Linked DNA regions of Mus musculus: region 2 is linked to region 1. Evidence: chromatin contacts called from public promoter capture Hi-C data. All regions are on one chromosome and are shown on one strand. The core of a region is the stretch at or near the end of the contact, and the rest is flanking DNA. Distances in the headings are between cores, read along the strand shown. Region 1 holds the start of Cenpe (centromere protein E). Region 2 holds the start of Lrrc40 (leucine rich repeat containing 40).

Region 1 (4,469 bases), core at 998-3,497:
AGGCATTTCCTCAACTGAAGCTCCTTTCTCTGTGATAACTCCAGTTGTGTCAAGTTGACACAAAACCAGCCAGTACAGACCTACACATGATACAATGACAACATTAGCTAAGATCGTGTCTTTGGAGTAAAAAGTCTAGTTTAAACTATGATACCTAATGAATATCCACTTGTTTGAGTGCAGCCCCTCTGTTCTTGTGAACTTCTAAGTAAACCCCTATGGCTCTGACTAGCAGCTATCCCAATGTATCAAGCTTTCAGTTCCTTAGTTATAACAGAGAACTTTCCCTCCGCTTTCGTATCAATAAAGATGATTTCTAAAGAATGCAATCGTTATGTTGCTATTTATTATGCACTGCCTGCTTCTTCCACAAGAGTGCCTTTCATGAGAAGCTCTCATGCTCACTAATGTCTTTTGTTCTCTCTACCCTGGGAGAGACAGAGATACTTGTGCGTATTACTACCGCTTCTAAAAGAATAAGAAGCCACATATACTCTGCTGTAGTCATGCTTGTTGTTTTCTAAGCCTGGAAAAATATTCAACATTGTTGCAGGACATTTGATCACACTGAGAACCCCAAGATTGGGTTATTTACTGGAAAACATCTGTTTGTAGTTGTGGTGTGGGTCAGCCCTAGCACACACCTTTGATCACAGCCATTTGGATTTACTTAGAACAGGACTATTAATGGAAAATAAGAGGAAGTCAGGAGGACGGATAGAGAGACGCACAGGAAATAGAAGGGAAATTGAGGGGTTTTTGAGAAGGAGAGCTTCCTTTTGGAACATCAGCTGAGGAGGAGGGTCAGCGGGGTGCTTCCTCTGACTCTCTGAGCTAGCAGGCTTTTATACCCAGCATCTGGCTCCCTAGGCTTCTTTGGTAAAATCAAACAATTGGTATCTGGGTTTGAAAAAAAAAAGCACAACATAAAACAGTTTCACAATGAATATCTCTTTTTCTGTACTGTTAGGAATTGAACAGAATGATGCAGGATTCCCCAGCTCCGGCCCCCTTTTCAGTTATTGTGAGACTGATTAAACTGCCCCCATTGGCCTTGAACCATCAAGCACCATCTCTTTCTCATTAGTGTATATTAATTGTACAAGACGTTTCATTTTGTTATGACATTTTCATACCTGAATATTACGTCCTTTTGTCAAATTCACCTCTTCTGCTACCCTCTCAGTCCCTCTCTTTTTCCTTCTAATAATTATCTCTTGATGAACAGCATAGATCATATAGTGGAATACAGTCAATCTTTAATAAATACTGCCTGCTATATAATGTTAGCAAAGACAGTGTGACAAAATCACAGCTGTGAAAATAATACTCTTGCTCTAAAAAATCCCTTCCTTGCCTCTGAGCCTTTAATGACATAACATTTCTTCCCCTTCATAAGTTTGTTCCCTACAGCTAAATATATATTTGCCCACTTTAAAAAAAAAAAAAAAAGTTAAAACAGGGCAGGGAAGATAGCTCAGTGAGTAAAGTCACTGGCTGCCAAGCTAAAGTTGAATCCCTAGAACCTAGTGGTAGGAGAGAACTGACATCCCCAAATTGTCCTTGGTTGCCTCCCTGAGGCTGAAGGTTAAGTCATTGTTGCCTGGAGACACCACATACTTCAGACTTGTCGGGAATTAGAAAATTCCAGCTGTTTCTGAGCTAGAAGCCTCGTCCCTAAGGCGTAGCTTTATTATTTTGGGAGCCTCTTGGATTACTCTAACCAACATGAAAAGAAGTGTTCCATGCCTAGTACTGGGGATTTCTCGGGTAATCCATGCTCTAGTGTGCAGCACTGTCATGTCCCCACAACATTTTCCCAGGTGTCAATGATTCTCTCCCTTACATGAGGCTCTTACACTCACCGTCCAGAGAAATGAAAGTTAAAGAAAAGAAACAACAACGCCTCAAAGCAGTTCCAAAAGAAAAGAAAATCTTCCTTTCCTGGCTGGGCAGTGAGTTCCCATTGGAGGCTTTAAAACAAAACGAAAGCTTTTTTTGGTTTGGTCTAGTCTGGAGTTCTTGTTTGTTTGTTTTTTAAGATTATAATTCTTTTGTTCTGCAGGCGTGACTCTAACACAAAACTTCTCTCCAGCTGAGTTCTGAGGCTCTCAGTTCCGGGATCTCTGAGTCTCCCCCGCCTTCCCCATCCATGGACTCGCCCCGCCTTTCCCCCCGCAACCCCCACTCGCCGCAGCACTTGGACTGTCCCGTGACGTCATGACGCTGCGCCACCCAATCCGCTGCAACCTTGAGGACATTTTAAACTTAAAGGCGGGGCGGCCCGGGAGCTCGGTCGGCGCCGTTGCTCTCCTTCGTTTCCCTTAGTCTGCAGCGGACAGGATGGCCGAGGAGGCTTCAGTGGCTGTCTGTGTTCGTGTGCGACCCCTCAACAGCAGGTAGGCGGCCTGGGGCGGCGTGGGGACCTGCGTCCCAGCCCGCGCTGCCCCGAGTCACACCGACACCCGGGTGCAGGACTCCGTTTCCCCGAAAACACGGTCCGACTGCGCGTAGTTCTGCTCAGGGGACACTGCCGTCCTCGCCTGATGGACGGAGACAGTGAATGTTCAGTAGTGGGAAAAGGTCGGGAATGCCAGAAAGAAAAGACAAGAGGGGGTTGATGAAGTCTACTGGGTTTGCTGGCTTCTGGCCTTCAGCTAGAGATGCTAAAGCTTGAGAAATTGGTATTAAACGGGTGGTCGATAGGCGAGATTCTCAAAATTGATTATTTCTTGCATTTAAGTTCCTTCCCTAATTTGGGAAAAAGCTGGCTCCTAGTTAGCATTAGCTGTTGACTTGACAGCCAGCTATATCTAAGGGAGTCTCCATTGGAGGACTACCTGGATGAAGTTGGCCAGTGGGCATGTCCTTGTGGTGGAATCTTAGTTCCTGGTTGATATGGGCAGTGCTTAGGCCAGTCTGGGTGGTTCCATTCTTACTCATGGAACTCAAGGCTGTGTAAGACAGCTACGTAGGCAAAACCCAGAGAGAGCAAGACAATAAACAATGTGCTTCATGAATTCTGCCTCCACTCCTGCTTGCGACCCTGCCCTGACTTTCCCTGGGGCTGGAAGTGTAGGCTGATATAAACCTTCTCCGTTCCAAGTTGCTTTTGATATAAACCTTTTCCACTCCAAGTTGCTTTTGGTCATGATATTTTATCACAGCAGCACAAAGCAAACTAAAACAGTATATCTATAGACATAAGCCGTTAACGATACACAGAAAAAAAAAAGAAAAACAAAACAAAACTGTGCAGAATGTTGAAAGAGCCACTGGGCCTTCAGAGACATGGGGTACCTGGTGTCAGGAAAACGCTAACACTACAGAATAGGTGGTTCATTGATGGATAGATCACAGAGATTCAACTTCCAGATTGCTTGACTGATGTGGTGTTTGGTACGAATAGGAATTTAGAGGAAGGTGGCACTGAAGAGATTAGTGGTGTCTGTCATGGTGGCACAGGCCTTTAACCCCAGCACTCAGAAGACAGAGGGAGGTGTATCTTAGTTGTAGACCAGCCTGGGCTACCTAGTGAGTTCCAGGCCAACAAGGTGAGACAATGTCTCAAAGTAAAGAACAGAAAGAGATTAGTGACATAGTTCAGGGGATTTAGGGCATGTCAAGTATTCCGGAAGATTCCAGAAGTTTTTTTGTTTTTTTTAAAGATTTCAGAGAGGAAGTAGAGCCTATGCAGACAAAGATAGTTATGAATATAGTTAAACATAAAATTATATTACTTAAATCTTCATTTTGCAAGAGGTTTGGGTTTTTTTTTTTAATTTTTGTTTGTTTATTTGGTTGGGGGGGGGGGCGGTTGGTCGGTTTTGGTTGGGTGGTGGAGGTGTTTTGAGATGGGGTTTCACTGTGTAGCCCTGGCTATCCAGGAACTCAGTTCCATAGACCAGGCTAGCCTCCAATTCATAGAGATCCACCTGCCTCTGCCTCCCTAGTGCTGGAATTAAAAGTGTGTGCCACCACTACCCAGATTTTTGAAACTTTGTATTGCAAGGTTCTCCGGTAATACAAGATCTTTCCCCAGCTCAGTAGCTCTCAGTTTTCCAGTCTTTGTGCCACACTCAGAACACTGCCAGCCCTCTCTGCATGTGGACTGTCTGGTGATGTCATGACTCTGCACCTCTGCAAGGCTCAGTCAGCTGTGAAGTTGACATTTCAAAAAAAGGGGGAAGGCACTGGGCTTGGTAGGCACCCTAGGTCTTCTGCATTTTTCTGGGCAGGTGAGATGTCAGAGGAGGTGGTGGCCACTAAACTGCACCCTACTCTCTCAGAGCTGGCAGTTTGCAGAAAAAAAGAATTATAATCTTTAAGAAATAAATCAAACCAGACCAAACCAAACCCAAAAAAAAAAAAAAAAAAAAAAGCTTTTGTTTTGTTTTAAAGCCTCCAGTGGGAACTTTCCTGCCAGGAAAGGAAGATTTTTGTTTTCTTTTCAAACTGACTTGAGGTGT
Region 2 (4,469 bases), core at 595-3,094, about 23 Mb after region 1:
GTGGATTTCAAGTTGGAGTCCAGTGTGATCTACATAGTGAGTTCCAGGCTAGGTAGGGCTACATAGATTCTGTAGACTCTAAAACAAAACACAACAAAACTCTAAAATACATTTGGGTGAAGAAACTGCATGTGATACAGTATGGTCAGACCACACCAAATCTACTTTTCAACTAATACTGTTTTTCTCATTAGGATGACAAAAGAGTTATGCAGCCTTCTCCCTGCATATGTTCTTTACATTTAAAAGAAGGGGAGAAAATCGGGGCTGGAAAGATGGCTCAGTGTTTAGAAGCACTTAAGGTTTTTTCAGAGCACCAAAGTTTGATCCAGGCACCCACATGGCAGGCGGCTCACAATCATTGCATAACCACAGTTGCAAAGGATCTGATATTTTCTTAGAGCAAAAAAACACAAACATAAATACACAGAAAACAAATTAATTTAAAAACTCATTTCTGTGATGGCTGACATGTTGATGGCTAACTATGTTTAAAAGTTAAAAATCTCTGTAGTTAGGCAAAATTAGACCTCCTATGTTAAGGACTGCTAAGGATATATATTTTTAACTGATGTTCCTGTAAATAAATTTGTTCTGCTTGAACATAAACACATTGTAATTTTGCATTCTTTGCCTTTATAAACCCGACTGAGGTGGCTGGGCGCTGCATTCTAGTGAATCTCTAAACATCCCCCAGACTCATAACCATTTCATACTGGTGAGATGGCTCTGCAGGTTGGTGGAAAAAAAAACCCACTCCCTCAAGTTGTTCTCTAACCTCCTGAGGCACCAGGGCACGTGAAACCCTATTCACGTGTGCAAAAAGAAACACTAAACTTAAAGAGGAATGTAATAGAAAATCAATTTCAGTCAAAGAATTTGGTCTGCGCTGGACACAGGATTCACGGCCCTGCCCACGTTAGGGAATTATATCCCCAGCCCTGGATAGTTGAGGGCTACTTCTTCGTTTGGGAAAATATATCAATACTTTGTAAACTCCAGGAAAAACTAAGCAGGAAATCGCTACTTATTAAATAAAATTTTCTTTTTTGTATTTACAACAAAACTACGCATTTAAATTTTCTTTGCTTTCTTTCTTTCTTCTTCTTTTTTTTTTCCTTTTTTCTTTTTTGAGACTGTTTCTCTGTTGCTCTGGCTGTCCTGGACTCGCTGTGTAGACCTGGCTGACCTCCAATTCAAGAGATCCATTTGACTCTGCCTAATCTAGTGCTGTGATTAAAGACGTGCGCCACCATGCCAGGTCAGTATTTACATTTTCATTATCCGAAGTTATTTTTAAAACTTCTTAAGACTGGATTATCGGTAAATCAGTGAAAAATGAGCTTCGTAAGCGTGGGACCAACTGCATAAGTTAGTCTGTAAGCGAGCAGGATTCGAAGTCCGAGCCCTTCACCACAGCTTTTAGCTGTCAGGTGGGTACTTAAGCTTAAGGGCCAAGCTTCGTGTCACTCGCCATCCTGTTCTCCGGGATCAATTCGATCACCGCACTGAACTCAGCGATCCCCAGGCCTGGCGCCCAGGGCCACAGGCCGCGCCTCAGGTTTCGACGCCGCCACGTTCTGATGCGACGTTGGGTAGCGCAGCCATGCCCGACCGCGCTGTCTAGGGAGCCCATGTTCCCCCCACGAGGACCTCTCAGCCCGTTAGACGCACTTACCCGAAAGAAGTTTCTCCTGAGGGCGAGGTTGGTGAGGGCAACGGAAGGGCTCGTCGGTCCTGCGGTCCCGGGAGCTGGCGGTGACGACATCAGCGCGCGCAGCTAGGGCAAGGCCCGGATTACTGTGAGGCGGAAGGGGCGGGGTTATCCAGCCATGGCACCTTGAAACGTCACAGCCGTGGTCGGGGCTTCCGGTGTGAGCTTTTGAATATGTCGCGCCAGCTGAGAGCCCCTAGGTTTGACCCTCGTGCGGGATTCCACGCGGAGGGCAAGGACAGAGGCCCCTCTGTTCCCCAGGGCCTGCTGAAGGCAGCGAGAAGCAGCGGCCAACTCAACTTGGCGGGAAGGAACCTCGGGGAAGGTGAGGCAGCGCGCGAACATCCTCTTGGTCCCCTGTGCACCCACCCGCGCCTGCTCCGTGGCCCTGCTAAGACTGGCCTTGACTTACTCGAAGTGTTCACTGAGATGTCCACAGAATACGGGATAAACATCGTAGTTTGGGAGTAAATTCGCTGTGAGATAGAGGATAGGCAGGTATTTGATTCGCCTTCCTCTTATTTTCGTTTTACCAGCTCCCCTCTGTGAGCTTAGAATAATTTTCTTTCAAGCCTAGCCTTTTTTTTTCTTCCACTTGAGGAAAATCCCAATGACAAACATACTCCTTATCCTAAGTACTAATTCAGAGTAAATGCTGCGGAGTATATGAATTTGAGAACATCCTGAGAAACCTATGAATGATCAACAAGCACAAATCTACATATTACTAAGTATAAATAAATACCTTTGTAGTGTATGTGTTTGGTAGGAGAGGACAGAGACAAAGAGAGGATTGAGAAGTGAAGCATTCTTTCTGTAATATTTTTTTCTACTTGCATTGATTAAAATCTTCCACTTCTAATAATGTACTTATGTATCTGTAAGGTTGACTAAGTAAAGACATTATGTGTATGCTTACTGAATGTGATGATTACTTGTGTCAAGTTGACACAATCAATGAGGGATTATTTAGATCATGTTCTCTATGAAGAACGTCTATGAAGACCTGTCTTGATTGATAATTGATGTAGGAAGATCTAGCCCACTGTGGGTTGTGCCATTCCCTAAGTTGGGTCTTGAATCCAAAGGTTGAGTCGTATAAAAAAGTGTGCGTGCCTTAATTCATTTCTCCCTCTGCTCTTGATTGTAGTTGTGTTGTGAGTAGCTGTTCCAAGTTCCTGCCATCTTGACTGATGGCCTGCAAATGAAATTATGAGCTAAAATAAACTTTTTCTCTAAGGTTCTTTGTTATGGTATTTTACCACAGCGTCTGGAAAGAAGAGTAGAATAGAAATTGGTACCCAGAAAGTGGATAAATCTGACTACATGGTTCCTAGGATATTTGAACTATTTTATATGGCTAGAATGTGGAAGGCTCTGGAATGTAGGTCTAGGAAAAAAGCTGAATGTTATGGGCAGAGCATAATGGACTGTGTTTTGGTTTGTTTTGTTGTTATGGGAAGTTGGAAAATAAGAATGCTGACAGAAATGTAGACATTGGAAGCCTGACTTTTGAAGTTTTACAGGGCAACAAGGACTGTGGTGGGAACTGGGTTAGCTGCCATTTGGATTATATTGTGGCCAAGAAATGGCTTCCTTCTTTCTACCCATGTCCTGAGTACCTGAGAGAAGACAGATATACTGGTTCGTTTGGCAGAGGCAATTTTGGGAGAGTATTCAGACTGGTATTGAAAACCGTTGTATAATTGCTATACCATTGTAAAGCAGCCTCTTGCACAGCATTGGGACAATAGGAAAGTGGTTTTTTTTTTTTTTTTTTTTTTTTTTTTTTTTTTAGGGTCAACACAAGTAAGCTTGTCGGTGGGTCTGTGGGGGATTGTCTTGGCTATGCTAATTGATGTTAAGATCCCCCCCCCCCCTTGATCTCAGTTTCTGAATTTTTCTTCCATGTTTCTAACTTTTCATTCATATTGTGGATGTTTTCATCCATTTTGCTGACTTTCTTCTCTGAGACCTAGGTTGAAACCATCTACTTGTTTGTATCCTCTTTTAATTAATTAGTAATTTCTTACCCGAAAATTTGAAAGTTTCATGTGGCATTTTGTCTATTTCAGTATCTGTGAAGATCAGTTGCAATTTTTGAGGGATCATATTTCCTTCACTTTTTTATAGTTCTGTGTTGCAGTTTGCACATCTGTTGGTTTGTATATCTAGTCTAGAATTTTAAGTAGACATATTAAGTAGACTGTTCTTGAAGGCTCAGTCTCCAGTACCACCCATCAAGAAAGAAACAGACTATTGTGACTCCAAACCCACCAAACTATAAAGATATCTATACATTGAAAATACGTTATTGCTCACTAATATACCATTACTAGTTGTTGTAGTAAGGGTTACCATTGCTGTGAGGAAACACCATCACCAAAAGCAAGTTGAGGAAGAAAGGGTTTATTTGGCATCATTGAAGTAAGTCAGGACAGGAACCTAGAAGGAGGAGCTGATTTTCTGCTCTTTTCCTATGTTCTTTCCCCTTTTAAATTTCTAAAGCTTTTGTTCTATTTGTCTCTTTGGGATTAAAATCTATTTTCCTTATTCTGACTCTTTACTGAGTCATACAGAGGCAAGCTTCCATTCCTGCATCTGATTGGGAAGTCTCTGGTGAATTTGAATGACAGTGAGAGTAGGGCATAACTAGTGATTGATTGGCTTGAGTCCTATTCCAAGTTTTGTGTCACCCTCCTGCAGCCATACCTTTGTCAGGGACTGAAAGACTCTTTGGATAGTTGGCTACACC

The links. Promoter capture Hi-C pulls out the DNA fragments that hold promoters and counts their contacts.
Region 2: a contact with region 1 is called in a promoter capture Hi-C map of pre-B cells, with 4 times the contacts expected there. The contact joins the promoter of Lrrc40 here to the promoter of Cenpe in region 1. A contact is called at or near these places in 1 of 39 promoter capture datasets (pre-B cells) and 1 of 484 Hi-C or Micro-C datasets (CD4 T cells).

Annotation. Positions count from the first base shown.
Region 1 is chr3:135,210,316-135,214,784 of GRCm38.p6, forward strand. Cenpe (centromere protein E) reads left to right here and starts at 2,248. Exons shown (of 46, transcript NM_173762.4): 1 at 2,248-2,399. The coding sequence starts at 2,344.
Region 2 is chr3:158,034,838-158,039,306 of GRCm38.p6, forward strand. Lrrc40 (leucine rich repeat containing 40) reads left to right here and starts at 1,845. Exons shown (of 15, transcript NM_024194.6): 1 at 1,845-2,039. The coding sequence starts at 1,889. It overlaps Srsf11 (serine and arginine-rich splicing factor 11), which reads right to left and starts at 1,769. Exons shown (of 13, transcript NM_001379531.1): 1 at 1,679-1,769. The coding sequence starts at 1,768.